Regions from separate parts of the Mus musculus genome. Here regions 2, 3, 4 and 5 are each linked to region 1. A link is a contact called in public ChIA-PET, Hi-C and promoter capture Hi-C data. All regions are on one chromosome and are shown on one strand. The core of a region is the stretch at or near the end of the contact, and the rest is flanking DNA. Distances in the headings are between cores, read along the strand shown.

Evidence for each region. Promoter capture Hi-C pulls out the DNA fragments that hold promoters and counts their contacts. Hi-C and Micro-C count contacts between places; a contact is called where the count stands out from the background. ChIA-PET counts read pairs in DNA pulled down with a chosen protein or histone mark.
Region 2: an RNA polymerase II ChIA-PET map of effector CD8 T cells shows a contact between it and region 1, with 15 read pairs. The contact joins the promoter of Pdcd6 here to the promoter of Cast in region 1. A contact is called at or near these places in 11 of 39 promoter capture datasets (the 3T3-L1 cell line, 3T3-L1-derived adipocytes, the C10 cell line and 7 more), 2 of 115 datasets of contacts at active chromatin or transcription factors (effector CD8 T cells and memory CD8 T cells) and 2 of 9 other capture datasets (adipose tissue and liver).
Region 3: a contact with region 1 is called in a Hi-C map of B cells, with 16 read pairs. The contact joins the promoter of Zfp825 here to the promoter of Cast in region 1. A contact is called at or near these places in 1 of 484 Hi-C or Micro-C datasets (B cells), 1 of 115 datasets of contacts at active chromatin or transcription factors (extraembryonic endoderm stem cells) and 2 of 9 other capture datasets (adipose tissue and liver).
Region 4: a contact with region 1 is called in a promoter capture Hi-C map of hippocampal neurons, with 2.9 times the contacts expected there. The contact joins the promoter of E430024I08Rik here to the promoter of Cast in region 1. A contact is called at or near these places in 3 of 39 promoter capture datasets (hematopoietic stem and progenitor cells, hippocampal neurons and liver) and 1 of 484 Hi-C or Micro-C datasets (embryonic stem cells).
Region 5: a contact with region 1 is called in a promoter capture Hi-C map of liver, with 3 times the contacts expected there. The contact joins the promoter of Pcsk1 here to the promoter of Cast in region 1. A contact is called at or near these places in 6 of 39 promoter capture datasets (cranial neural crest, frontonasal cranial neural crest, hippocampal neurons and 2 more) and 1 of 115 datasets of contacts at active chromatin or transcription factors (embryonic stem cells).

The regions. Positions count from the first base shown.
Region 1 is chr13:74,806,523-74,809,222 of GRCm38.p6, forward strand. It overlaps Cast (calpastatin), which reads right to left and starts at 1,438. Exons shown (of 31, transcript NM_009817.4): 1 at 1,297-1,438. The coding sequence starts at 1,326.
Region 2 is chr13:74,316,014-74,318,713 of GRCm38.p6, forward strand. Pdcd6 (programmed cell death 6) reads right to left here and starts at 1,313. Exons shown (of 6, transcript NM_011051.3): 1 at 1,094-1,313; 2 at 317-378. The coding sequence starts at 1,194.
Region 3 is chr13:74,492,659-74,495,358 of GRCm38.p6, forward strand. It overlaps Zfp825 (zinc finger protein 825), which reads right to left and starts at 1,303. Exons shown (of 5, transcript NM_001377115.1): 1 at 1,192-1,303.
Region 4 is chr13:74,462,299-74,464,998 of GRCm38.p6, forward strand. E430024I08Rik (a long non-coding RNA gene) reads right to left here and starts at 1,314. Exons shown (of 8, transcript XR_003950546.1): 1 at 911-1,314; 2 at 284-368.
Region 5 is chr13:75,088,564-75,091,263 of GRCm38.p6, forward strand. It overlaps Pcsk1 (proprotein convertase subtilisin/kexin type 1), which reads left to right and starts at 1,294. Exons shown (of 14, transcript NM_013628.3): 1 at 1,294-1,678. The coding sequence starts at 1,499.

The DNA of each region.
Region 1 (2,700 bases), core at 188-2,687:
TGTCTGGCATCAATGGGAGGAGAGGCCCTTGTTCCTGTAGAGGACGGATGCCCCAGTGTAGGGGAACCTTAGGGCTGTGAGGCAGGAGTGGGTGTGTGGGTGGTGGAGCTCCCTCATAGACGCAGGGGTGGGGGGATGGGATAGAGGGTTTGCAGAGGGGAAACCAGGAAGGGGGAATAACAGTTGAAATGTAAATAAATAAAATAATCAATAAAATATATAAAATAAATAAAACTATACATTTAAATAGCACAGAAAAGTGTGAGGAAGAACTTTCCCAAAGAAACATCACTGAAAACATGTATGTGGCATGTCATCTCCTGCTGAATCTAGTCCTTATGGAGACATCTGCTATTTTACAGATATGGAAACACATTTACAAAGACTGACACATTGAAATCATTGCCACTTGAGTTAAGAACTCTACAGTGCACCGGAAGGCTAGCACACCTAGATGATCAATCAGTCCTCGATGCCTACTTTCTAATTCTAACCCCAGGTTTCTAGTTGCAAAGATTATCTGGTTATTGCATCTTTTTTCCATACCACTTACTGGGAGGAAGGAAGATTTTGAAATTCTCGCCATAAATCAACTTATGACTCTCTGTAACCACAGGGTTTGTGAACTCTTTTGTTTTTGTTGGTTTTTTAAAAAAATGTAATGCTAAAACTATGCTTCCTGGTTTCAAAACATTACAAGTTCCAGCTTGATTGGGTATAACATACTTGGTAGGACAGACGTTCAGTGCACTAACCAAAAGGAACACGTTTGTCCTCTTATAAAGTTATATAGAGTAGTGAGCTATACTCATTTCTCTCTCCCCATCCCCCGCCCCTGAAAATTGATCAGTTGTTCCCTGATGGTTTTTTTTTTCTTTCCCATTCTCCACCCTCCTCTTTCGAGTTTGAAACTGCTTGACCATTCTTTTCTTTGTAAGTTTTTTATCTTTACTTAGCAGTTGAAAAACTAAACCTGGGCTACAGTGCCTCCCTCTTGTCTACCTATCCAGGTATGTGTTCCAAAGGGCGGAACTAAGGATTGCTGTCCATTCAATTTGGGAACGCGAGCTGAGCTTGGTGCAGCTCGCCGCCCAGACTGTACCGCCCAGAGCGCCCAGTCCGGATTACCACTGAAAGTAGAGCCTTCTGCTTCTGCCCGAGCTTAATCAGAAGTTCTTCAAGGAGGTCTCACCGGGTCCCTGCCCTTGACCCTCCAACTTCTGGACGTGGTTCCTCTACTTCCTAGAGGAGCGAGGTAAATACACTTCCTTCCCAGACCTTGCCCCTTCTATTTACCGTCTTGTACCACCAACTTGCGAATGCCATCGCGACAACCCTGACTTGCTCCGCTGGGAACCTCTCGAGAACGCAGAACGTGCACCACGATGACACTCTGCTTGGCTGGGACCCGGCTGACACCGCACAGGACACAGCTGCCGGGTGGGAGGGCACAAGGGGAAAGAGCGACAGGGCCCGCCCAAGCTAGCGTGGTCCCGCCCCATCCCAAAGCTAATTAGGAAAGAGGTGTGTGTCAGTTTTTCAGCTGCCACTCCCTAAATGGAGGGCTAGGGTTGGGGGCGCGGGGGTGACTTCACACGGAGGTCAGAACTCTTCTGCCCAGCCACAGGAGCCCACTCCGGAGGTCCCAAGTCAACTTTATTCTGCCTCCATGCCCATGCTCACTGCCTGGGTCTCACTAGCCCGCTTTGCTCCAGGAGTCCCTCCACCCAACTCCTGCCACTACCCAATTCGGAGAGCCTTTAGCCACCTGCTTGCCCGCAGGCATGGAGTTCTGATCTCTTTCCCACTCTGGAAGGTGCAAAGAGGGGCAACGCCCCGAGACTGCGGCGGGACACTCCAGGACTTAGGCCTTTTGCCGCTTGCCCCGCGGCTCAGTCTGGAGTACGACTCACCTCCTGGGTGTGGCGAGCTGCCGCGCCGCGACTGGGCCTGGGAGAGGCGGCAGGCTTCGGGCCGGGCTGGGACATTTTTCGGTGAAGCCGCTGCGGGCGCAGCTTCCGGGAAAACGCAGCGAAATTGTTTGCGGGGGGGAGGGAGGAGCGGGCAGCCACCTCGGGACAGGAGGAGCGGGACAGCTCAGTGAGGCAGCTTTTCCGACCCAGCCCTGAGCCCTCGCCCAGCTCAGTTAGGCCCTCCCCTTCCTGCCCTGGGCTCACTGCAGAGAGCCCAACTTCTCAGCAACCCAGAGCTGAATTCAACACTGTCTGCTCAGGGTTTGTAAAACAAGACCCTCCCCCAGACTAGCCCCCAAGCTGCAGGGTTCTCAGTGAATCGCAAATAGGGGAAGCTGGAGATTGCAGTTCCCGGGTGGAGTTGTCCAGACCAATCTAGTGATTGTGCAACCAGAGAGCTGGACTGGGGCGTGGCCTAGACCCCTTTTTCTAAGAATTTGAAGAATTAGACACTTCTTTGCAGTCTGTCACTAATTCAAATCTAGCCTAAATCTGAACTACAAATAAGAGAGAAGATCTTGAAAACAAATTGGTCTCTCAGTGTTCGTGTACTTGTGTGTGTGTTATATCCTGTGTTTGATTATTTATGTAGCCAATTCTGTAAATGTACTAAGGGTTTTCGAGCAGAAGCCTGCCTGCTCTAATGCAAATCAGCAGAGAATCACAGGTATTAAAGTCATCTTCCTTTCTGGAGCCTATGTTTCTGAGGTTGGGTTGGTTTTTGCCT
Region 2 (2,700 bases), core at 63-2,562, 490 kb before region 1:
ATGATCCTCTTCAGAACAGTTGCTAAGACTGATAGCAGGTCAAAGGCCTTCTAGATAAGTGAGGGACCTCTGTTGCACAGAGCTAACCTTTTTCACTCTTGGGCAAGGTCTACACTATAGCTCCCATTTCAGAGGCTCACATACATTTGTTCTGGAGCTCGGTAAGGCAGCAATGATAATTAAGAAAATACAAACACAGAAGCTTAGCAAACACCTTTACCTTATACCGGTAATGGCAATTTAGTCTTAAGGACTTCTTTGGAAATAATTCCAGGAAGGAAACTGCTTACTGTGAATGAATCAGGCTTCAACTCACCATTGGATAATGCTTGCTGAAGCTCATTGTCTGAAATCACTCCACTCCTGTCTTTATCAACCCTACAAAAACAAACAAACAAACAAACAAACAGAAAACAGGTAAGCTGGTGATTAAATGTAAAGGAAGTATTAAAAATAAAACATAGCCAAGACATCATTTTCATCAATCTACACTAGGTCTGGAATGTTACTCTGGCCAGACCTTCCTCTTTGCTCAGCTGGAATGTCACACGCCCCCAGGTGTGCCAGAGACTAATGAACAACCAGAAGCAGTAGGAGGGGTTGAGTCATCTTTTCTCTATTCCTTTCAAGCTTTCTGTTAGCTCTTCAAGTCTGCTTAATTTATACCTGCACCAGTTCATCATAATAGGTAAAGAAAGATTCTCTAGGACGAATAAGTCATTCTTTGGCACGAGTCAGTGGAAAGACAATCAGTCATTCAGAAGGACGGCCAGGGACAGAAGACATGCAATAGCAGCCAGCTCTTTTCACTGATGCCGTTTTCCTGATTCAAGATTTGTCCTGTTTCTAACGCAAGCACCTGACCCTGTAGGGCGACTGTTCCGCGCCCTTCGGCCCTGGGCAAAGTCACTGCCAACATGACCCTGAACCCTGTGCTATTGTAGAAGAGAGAAAGTCGGGGATGGAGGGGAGTAGGAAGGACTGGGAAGGAGGTCGGGGGATGAAGGGCTGGGGAGAGGGAGGACTGGAGAATAGGCCCTGAAAACTGAGGACCGACCCAAGGGCCGAAGGAGCTGAGCGGCGCTGGCCTTACCGCTGGAAGACGTTCCACAGGAAGCTCTGGTCTGGCAGTGCAGCTCCAGCAGCAGGGCCGGGGCCACCACCCGGGCCTGGGCGGTAGGAGTAGGCAGCCATGGGCTGATGCACAGCGGCAACGCGGCCCAGCTCCACAAGCTATGCTTCCGCCTCAGTTATGGGGCAGGACCAGGAGCCCACAACTTCCTGGGAACAACGGAAGCGCGCACCTTTGAGTCACTTGGCAGGCGTGGTCCGTTGCCACGCAACGTCTGGAGGGCCTTGGGGTTAGTCTGAGCTCCGCCTCCTACTCTTGCCCGGCCTTGGGTGTCCCTTTCCTTTTCAGCCCCACCCCGCTCCGCCCTCCTGTGTGTCTCAGCCCGAAGCTGCGGCGGGTGAGCTCAGAAGAGACCACGCCATGAGGGGCCGACCCAAGCTTACAAAACGCCTCGACCTGTAACGGAAAGTGGTGAAAGCTTTCACTTGGACCGACGGCTTCCCTTTACGTCTGCATTAGTATTTAGTGCGAATGTGATGTGCACCAACCGCATGAAGTCCTCGGCGGAAACGCAAAGTGCATTTTGTGCACTCTGGAGTTTGTCCGTCTGTCCATACTACACCTTCTTGCCTTCCCACTTGCTTATATCGGTTTATGCCCAGCCTCCCTAGGTTTGCAGTGACTTCATTTGTAAATGGCCCGAGTGAGGTTTGGTCCTGAGGTGAGAGCTGTGTTTTCTCCACCCCTTACTTGGACTTCTGTACTTTTGGTGGTTACTCCTTTTAATTATAAGTATTCCTTCTTTCGTTCTAGATACTAATTCTATGGTGCTTTTATAGTTTGGAATGTCCCTAAATGGGAAAATGCATAGCATTGGGGCAACTACCAACCGGTCACATTCACGGGCTGTCAGGCCATCCTTCCACCTAAATCTGAATACTGTGAATAGCTCAAGATACAGATTACTCCGTTCTGCCATAGGATTATTCCAGCCTTCCTGTAGTCCTCATCCAGGGACAGACTTATAATAAGAACTGCTATGCTGTCTTTATGGGGGGTTTGTTTACCCCATAACTAAAGAAGAGGGTGAAGAGACCAAGGGCCAAGAGTATGGCCTTGTACATCTGAAACTTCCATGTGGATAATCATCCATTATTTAGCACAGCTATAGATCTGATCAAGTCCCAACTGTATCGTTTTCTGCTCCATTTCTCTTGTTCTTAGGACATCTTAAGAGACTTTCAAATTGCTCAAAGAAACATCTTATAGCTTTGACATTTACCTCAAAATCTACAAAATTCTTTAAGAAAGGTAGATTTTTTTTCCAGGATTTGGCGAATTCATTTTTTATAATTTCTCATAAACTGTTCATCTCACTTTTGAATAATCTTTTAGACTTTTCTGGTTCTTTTATTTAGAATCTGAGATCTATTTTTATTCTGTCCTCTCTCTGGCTCCTTTTCTCTTTACCAGAAATACAAAAATATTAATCATAATTTTCCTACTTGAACTGGAAGTTTTCCAGTACAGAGAAACTTCAGCAGACCCGAGGCTGCTGAATCCGGGACTCTACCAGCTGTTTGCTGACTTTGGAATGCTATAAAGGTCCAGTCCCAAAGAGACCACCT
Region 3 (2,700 bases), core at 53-2,552, 310 kb before region 1:
CTCCTCTCATCCACTCCTCACCTTCCTCATTCTTCTTCCCGGGGGAATCAAGTCTACAAGATTAGGTGTATAGTCTCCTATTCGGTACAGATTAGCAGTCCTCTGCTACATATGTTCCTGGGACCATGGACCAGCCCATGTATTCTCTTTGGTTGATGGCTTGGTCTCTCTGAGCTCCCGGGGGTCTAGGTTACATGATACTATAGGTCTTCTTAAGGGACTGGCATCCCCTATAGCTCCTTCAATCCTTCCCCTAACTCTTCCATAGGGTCCCTGACTGGAGTCCATTGGTTGGCTGTAAGTATCTGCATCTGTCTCAGTTACTGGTAGAGACTCTCAGAGGACAGCCATGCTCAGCTCCTGTCTGCAAGCACATAGGTGTTTTTCCTTCTCAAATGGATGTCAACCAGTGGAGTGGCAGAACAATGCTTTTCTCAATTAGACAATGGGAGCTTTAGGCACACCAGGCCTTCATGTTGGTTGTGACTCTGTTAAGGATGGATTGAGCAGCTTGTTACAGACCTGCTTTTTGCTTTGAGCATGGGCCAAGTGGCTGATTGTACATCACAGTTGTCTCTCCTTTGTTATAGTTTGGAGCCAGCTGTGTAGACAAACCTGGTGAGCTAACATGTGAATCCTAGCATCCTAGTCTCTAACCGGCCTGCTTAGCATACTAACCTGTGGGGTGTTTTTGACACAGTCCTCCATCAGCTAAATGCTACTTACTGTCACTATTTCCTAAGCTTGGTAAACCCTTTACATCATCAATTCTACTCTTCTACATCTCAGCTTAACATGGGAGTGCTACCCAACACATGAGATGCCTTTTAACAGCTCCACAAAATTAACTACAAATGGATCTTATACTTAATAGGTAAATGCTGGGGGCAAAACTTATAGAAGATTCAAGAGAAACTAGGGCTTTCCATGTTTGGCATCCTGCCCGTGATATTTCTACAAGCAAGCCCCTAATCCTAATGTTTTGAGCTGATTCAGCCCTGATACTGATGTTATTCAGAGTTCACCGCCTGTTTTAGCAAGTGAGGAGCATCACAAAGGTCCGCACAATTGGCCACATCTGGTTACATCTGGCTGAGGCTTCCCATCCAGCCCCAGAGAGGACCCACCACCTCAGCTCCCACTGCTCAGCCACCTGCCCCTATCCATTATAGACAGTAACCATGCGCTCACCATGTTTCAAAAACGGAGCTTACTTGACGTCCCCTCACAGCACCCAATAGCAGCGCTCAAAGAAGACACGGAGAAACATTCAAGCCTGTACAGCAAAAAACAAACTTCCAGTAAGGCTTCCGGAAGAAACCGAGTCGTTGTGTGACTGGCAGTTCCGCCCGGAAGCCTTGATTGGCCAGCGAGTCTTACCCCTCCTCTAGTTTAAAGTGTGCTTCCTGTCCGGGGCAGGTCCTTTTACAGATCTCGGGAGTCGTTTGCATTCGGGTAGCTTTTGGTGTCTGTCCTCCTAGAGCCTCATCTATCTGTGGTCCCATGCAGCCCTGGAAGAGGATCCACTATCGTCGCTCAGGCTGTTCATCCGCCTGCTCCTCCCCTTTGTGGGCAGTGATCTAGCACTCACCATGTCTCAATTTCGGAGCTCGCTTAAGGTCCCCCACCGCACCCAACGCAGTACTCAAAGCAGGACAGAAAGGACTATTCATGCCTGCACAACAAAACGAACCGGCAGGAAGCCACCCTAAACAACCCTCATTGTCTGACTTGCAGGTCCGCCTGGGGGCCTTGATGGGCCAGTGAGTCTTACCCCTCCTCAGGGTTAAATAGAGCTTGCAGTCCCGGGTCAGACCTTTTCCAGATCTCTGGTCTGACTTGCTCTCCAGTAGCATTTGTGTCTATCCTCCAAGCCTTGGGAGCTCAGGCTGTTCAGCTGCCCCCTACTTCCCGTTTTGACAGTGGTCCTGCACTCACCATGACCTACTTCCTGGCTTGCTTGAGCTTTCCTCACAGCACTTTCCCTTCTTCCTGAAATCAAGGTGGATAGCCTTTTATGAACTGAGAGTGGAGGTATCATTCTGGCTCACCAGTGGAAGGATGCCCAGGATATTAATATGAAAGAGGATTTTAGGATACAAGAGTTTTGTTTTGTAGCTTGATGCTGGCTTCAGGGAAACTGCAGGTCCTTTTCACCAAAAAGGTATGAAACAACCTTGGGAGAAAAGCAGGAAAGAGATGACAAACAGTGTAGAGCACTGTTGTTAGCCAGCGCATCTTCCTCAGTGGCAGGGTGGAGACAAACCACACTTGTATTAATTAGTACAGATAAATGTACCTCATCTCATAGGACGAATTTCTCTATGTATGTAGAAAGGGGATTAATAGAATGTCTCACAGACAGTGGTCCTCCTAGCCCAATAATGGCTGAGCACGTTCATTGCCAAGGGAAACAAGAAAAATCAAGGACTTGTTGAGTTCACATTGCTTGATATCTCAGCAGATCTTGAGAACTTACCATAATTCTGAAGAAATACGTACTTACTAATGCAGTTTAGAAACAAAACAAAACGAATGAATGAACAAACAAAACACCTTGCTAAAAAATATAGGGAAAGAAGTAGACAATTTGAAAGAACTTTCCTGTTTAAGGTCCTTTATGTATGTAGGTTTCAGAAAGAATGTGTAGCCTGGATTAAAGGTGGATCTTAAACTCTCAAAAGACCAAGATATAGCAAG
Region 4 (2,700 bases), core at 64-2,563, 340 kb before region 1:
AGAGAAACTAGGGCTCTCCAAGTTTGGCATCCTGCCCGTGAAATTTCTACAAGCAAGCCCCTAATCCTAATGTTTTGAGCTGATTCAGCCCTGATACTGATGTTATTCAGAGTTCACCGCCTGTTTTAGCAAGTGAGGAGCATCACAAAGGACCGCACAATTGGCCACATCTGGTTACATCTGGCTGAGGCTTCCCATACAGCCCCAGAGAGGACACACCACCTCAGCTCCCACTGCTCAGCCACCTGCCCCTACCCATTATAGACAGTAACCATGCGCTTACCATGTTTCAAAAACGGAGCTTACTTGAGGTCCACTCACAGCACCCAACAGCAGCGCTCAAAGCAAGACACAGAGACGGTTCAATCCTGTAGAGCAAAAACAAACTTCCAGCAAGGCATCCGGAAGACCCCGCCTCATTGTCTGACTGGCAGTTCGCCCTGGAATCCTTGATTGGCCAGCGAGTCTTACCCCGCCTCTAGATTAAAGTGTGCTTCCTGTCCCGGTCCAGTCCTTTTACAGATCTCGGGAGTGGTTTGCATTCGGGTGGCATTTGTGCCTATCCTCCTAGAGCCTCCTCTATCTGTGGTCCCAGGCCGACTTTGAGGAGGATCCACCATTGCAGCTCCGGCTGTTCATCCGCCTGCTCCTCCCCTTTGTGGGCAGTGATCTCGCACTCACCATGTCTCAACTTCGGAGCTCGCTTAAGGTCCCCAATGGCACCCAACAGCATTACTCAAAGCAGGACGGAAAGGACTATTCACTCCTGCATTCCAAAACGAACGTGCAGCAAGCCACCCGGAAGAACCCTCCTCATTGTCTGACTGGCAGATCCGCCTGGGGCCCTAGATTGCCCAATGAGTCTTACCCCTCCTCAAGGTTAAATAGAGCTTCCAGTCTTGGGTCAGACCTTTTCCAGATCTCTGGTCTGACTTGCTCTCCATTAGCATTTGTGTCTATCCTCCGAGCGGTGGGAGTGGAGACAGCATTTCAGCTCAGGCTGTTCAGCCGCCTGCTCCTTCCCGTTGTAGCAGTGGTCCTGCACTCACCATGACCTACTTCCTGGCTTGCTTGAGCTTTCCTCACAGCACTTCCCCTTCTTCCTGAAATCAAGGTCGCTAGCCTTTTACTAAACTGGGAGTGGAGTTATCAATCTGGCTCACCAGTGGAAGGATGCCCAGGATAATAACACTAAAGAGGATTTTAGGATACAAGAGTTTTGTTTTGTAGCTTGATGCTGGACCAGGGGAAATGCAGGTCCTTTTCACCAAAGAGGTATGAAACAACCTTGGGAGAAAACCAGGAAAGAGATGACAAACAGTGTAGAGCACTGTTGTTAGCCAGCGCATCTTCCTCAGTGGCAGGGTGGAGACAAACCACAGTTGTATTAGTACAGATAATCGTACCTCATCTCATAGGACGAATTTCTTTATGTATGTAGAAAGGGGATTAATAGAATGTCTCACAGACAGTGGTCCTCCTAGTCCAATAATGGCTTAGCACATTCATTGCCAAGGGAAAGAAGAAAAATCAAGGACTTGTTGAGTTCACATTGCTTGATATCTCAGCGGATCTTGAGAACTTACCAGAATTCTGAAGAAATACGTACTTACTAATGCCAGTTTAAAAACAAAACAAAATGAATGAATGAACAAACAAAACACCTTGCTAAAAAATGTAGGGAAAGAAGTAGACAATTTGAAAGAACTTCCCTGTTTAAGGTCCTTTATGTATGTAGGTTTCAGAAAGAATGTGTAGCCTGGATTAAAGGTGGATCTTAAACTCTCAAAAGACCAAGATATAGCAAGGGTTTCTCACTTCAAAAGGAATAATTAAGAAAACTCCCTTACAGGATGCAGGGTTAGAGTTAGGGGATTAGAGGGTTAGGATTAAGATAAAGAGTGTTTAGATTAGGGTTAGTGTGGTTAGGGTTACAGGTTTAGGGTTAGGCTCAGGGTTAGCACAAAGATTTTGCTGTGCTATGTGAAATCAGCTCCTGTCTCTTCTCTCATCTGCCTTCCCAGTCCTCTTTTTCATACTATCAGCATCTTCCTTCCTGCCCCAAAGAAAGTCATAAGGGGGCTATGCAAGAACCCGGAATTCCCTGATGGGAAATAGGTTTACTTTACTCAGGGGCCCAGTTCTCATACAACAGAAAACCACTATTTCTTCAGTTGTTGTTTTAAATTTCACCTAGGGAATCCTCTTAAAATGTAAGCAATCATGGGGCTTGGTGTCTTTTTTTGATAATGATATAAAGCATAGACCATTTAATTTTACCAGGTCTTTAGGTAATATAACCACATGGTTCAAGATCAAATGGTAGGCACCATTATTCTTGATGGTCCCACCGAGTCAATAGTATCCCTATTACACAAAGAAGAAATATCAGACTTACAAAGTATTCGTTTTGCATCTTAATGTTTTGTTTTGTTCTGATTCTAGTAACTTCTACCTTACAGATTTAATGGCTCCTCAAAAGAACCTAAAAGTTTTCCCATCCACATACCTCCAAAAGTGGCATACTAACAAAGGATACAATGACTTTGATATTCACAGATCCCAACAGACAAGTATAAGTTACTAAGTGCTAGTAAGGCATTTTTTTAAGATTTTTTTTTAATGTCCATGAATATACACTGTAGCTGTCCTCAGATACACCAGAAGAAGGCGTTGGATTCCATTATAGATGGTTGCAAG
Region 5 (2,700 bases), core at 44-2,543, 280 kb after region 1:
ATACACCTCTCAATTTCTTTTCCTTGCCAAGTAGGCCCGGTGAACAAGATGCACATAGTAACCATCATGACCCTCATCAGACTTCCACTAAGGCTTCCTAGTTTGCTGTTCAAAGGAGGGAAAGACCCAGGTCAAACAGAAAGCTGCTGAGAGCTGGCCAGGGCAGCAGCGCCCTTTCTGCTCAGAAGGCTTTCATAGAGGCACTGAGATTATCGCTGTCCACACATCGGTGCTGAATATTAAAGGCTGGGGTTTGCTCTCCTCTGTTCAATCCCTCCAGTTAGAGTCCATCAAGGCAGTATGATTGCTGTTTCGAAGGTGGGCATAGGGACGTTCTCTTATTCTCCCTCTAAGGGCAATCTGTATTCCACAAAGATTCTTGCTGTATTTTATGTGAAAGTACCAGCACAGCTTCAAGTCAGTGCCAAAGTTAAAATCTCCAGTGAGGGAAAAATAGAAAGTTCTGGGTTAATGAAACTTGCCACCTCCCTCACTGAGTCGATATGAAAGTCTTTGGGGCTCTGAACCTCCTCGTTGAAAATTTAAAACATGTTTCTATGTTAAAAACTCATGTTGCTAATCAATCAGTCTTCCTTTTCTCCTTTTTAATGTAAACACTGTAATGATGGTGGCCCTGGGCTCCAAATGATCTGGGGTCGAATTTTAGAAACTGCTTTAGTAGGGGTCAGAAGCAAGAGAGGAGGAATTACGAGTGATTTAAAACGCACTATAAAAATGTTGTTTCAACACTGTGTAGAGGAAGTGCTTATTTCCTTACAGGATTTGAAACAATGCATCAGGTAGCTTCGCTCCTCTGCTCCCAGCCTCTGAAAGATCAAAACACGAGTCCTAGATTGTGTCTGTTTTATAACAAATGCTGATACTCAAGAACCATTATAAGAATTCTATCATCACCAGGCACATTCATAGGAGATATAAGGTAAGATAGAGAAAATAGATGGAAGGCGGGGGTGGGAGGTAGGGAGTGAGGGGTAATTGTTGTGCTTCCTGCCTTGGGATCTTGGTAGTTATATTCAAATGAGGCGGTTCTCTTTGAAGAATGGAGATGTTTCTCACAGCTACAGTATTTATGAACAGGCAGCAGAACTGACCGATCCCACCAGTTTCTTTTCCTTTTCTTAATCCTTCCCTGCCTATTTTAGTCACTTCTCCACCCCGCCGGGAATACCATCCAGTTCTCAGTCCAGGTAGATCTGACGTCAAGAGATGGCTTTCGTCGATTTGACGTGTAAACACTCATTTCTATTCTGGTTGGTAAGGCTGGGGCTCCACTCAGTCGGGAGACTGAAGCACTTTAGTGAGCGCTCGCTCTCGCCGCCCAGCCTCTCCCAGTGAGCCTCTAGCTCTAGTAGAGCAACCCAGAGCCAGGAGAGGTTTTAAGCTGCTGGGTGGAAAGGTCGAGTCTAGCTGGTGTGTCTCTGATCTTGCTTCTTTTCTCCCAGCCCTTCCTACTTGTGTGAGAACAAGGTTTTGAGCCATGGAGCAAAGAGGTTGGACTCTGCAGTGTACTGCTTTCGCCTTCTTTTGCGTTTGGTGTGCACTAAACAGTGTAAAAGCAAAGAGGCAGTTTGTTAATGAATGGGCGGCGGAGATCCCCGGAGGGCAAGAAGCTGCCTCTGCCATCGCCGAAGAACTGGGGTATGACCTTTTGGGTCAGGTAAGAGTTTCCACTTTCGAAAAACTTTCTGGGGCTTAAGGACTCTGGTAGGGCTAAAGTGAAGTGGGAGCCGCTTGCGCTACCCGGCGCCCAGTGTCGCAAGCAGCTCGGAGAATCCTCCCCCTGCTCGCGCTTTTAGAGGAGAAATGCTTGCATTATTTACTGTTTGGGCTGGGCGCCGCTAAACAAGAGGAAGCTGCTCAGCCGACACTGTTCTCTCTGTTGTTGGCTCTAGACTTGAAATCCTCTTCCTCGAGGTTTGGAAAATGAAATAAAAAGCCTTTTACGTTTGTTCGGGGAACTTGAAGGTGCACAGGGGCTCTCGTCTATCTTGGGAAAGGAAGTGAGCTCGGTCCCCTGGGACACAGGAGGCTTGCGGCCAGAGCTGACGCTTTCCTTCTTTTTCAATATGGCAGCACCAGCTCCCAGTACTGAAAACAGGGGACAGGCAGGCTTGAAGATTCCTGAGTGTAAGGGCGCGCCCAGCTGCTGGTACTAGTGACTCCCCAGTCAGGTGATGGTGGTGGTAGTTCAGAATCTGTAGGGGAAACTGGAAGGGGATTAGGTAGGGGAAAAAGTCCGAGCATCGCCAGTGGGGGAGTTCAGGATTTTCCCTGATAACTTGTGAAGTCTGAGCTTCCTAACTTTGCATGGCCAGTGTCTTAGCATGGTCTGGTTGCAGAAATGACTGTGGGGAAAGGATCTCTTTCTGTCTTGTACCTCGGCCGTGTGCACAAACATTTCCTGGGGTTTTCGGGTTATGAGATAAACTGATATTTGTCCAAGTGTATGCTGAATTAACAGACAGGTGGGGAGGGGTGCGCAGAAGCATTAAGTTGGAGTCTGCTTGGCAGAGCAGTCCCAAAAGAGAATCACAGAGGGTGTGATTTCTAATCTGAGCATTTCTTTCCCTTGAAATGGAGTCAAACCCCTCACCATTGCCAGGGAAATTGTCCACAGTTAAGGGGGGAGAGGAGGGAGTAACGAGTTGTAAAACATTTTGGCGCGTTTTCTATTCTGGA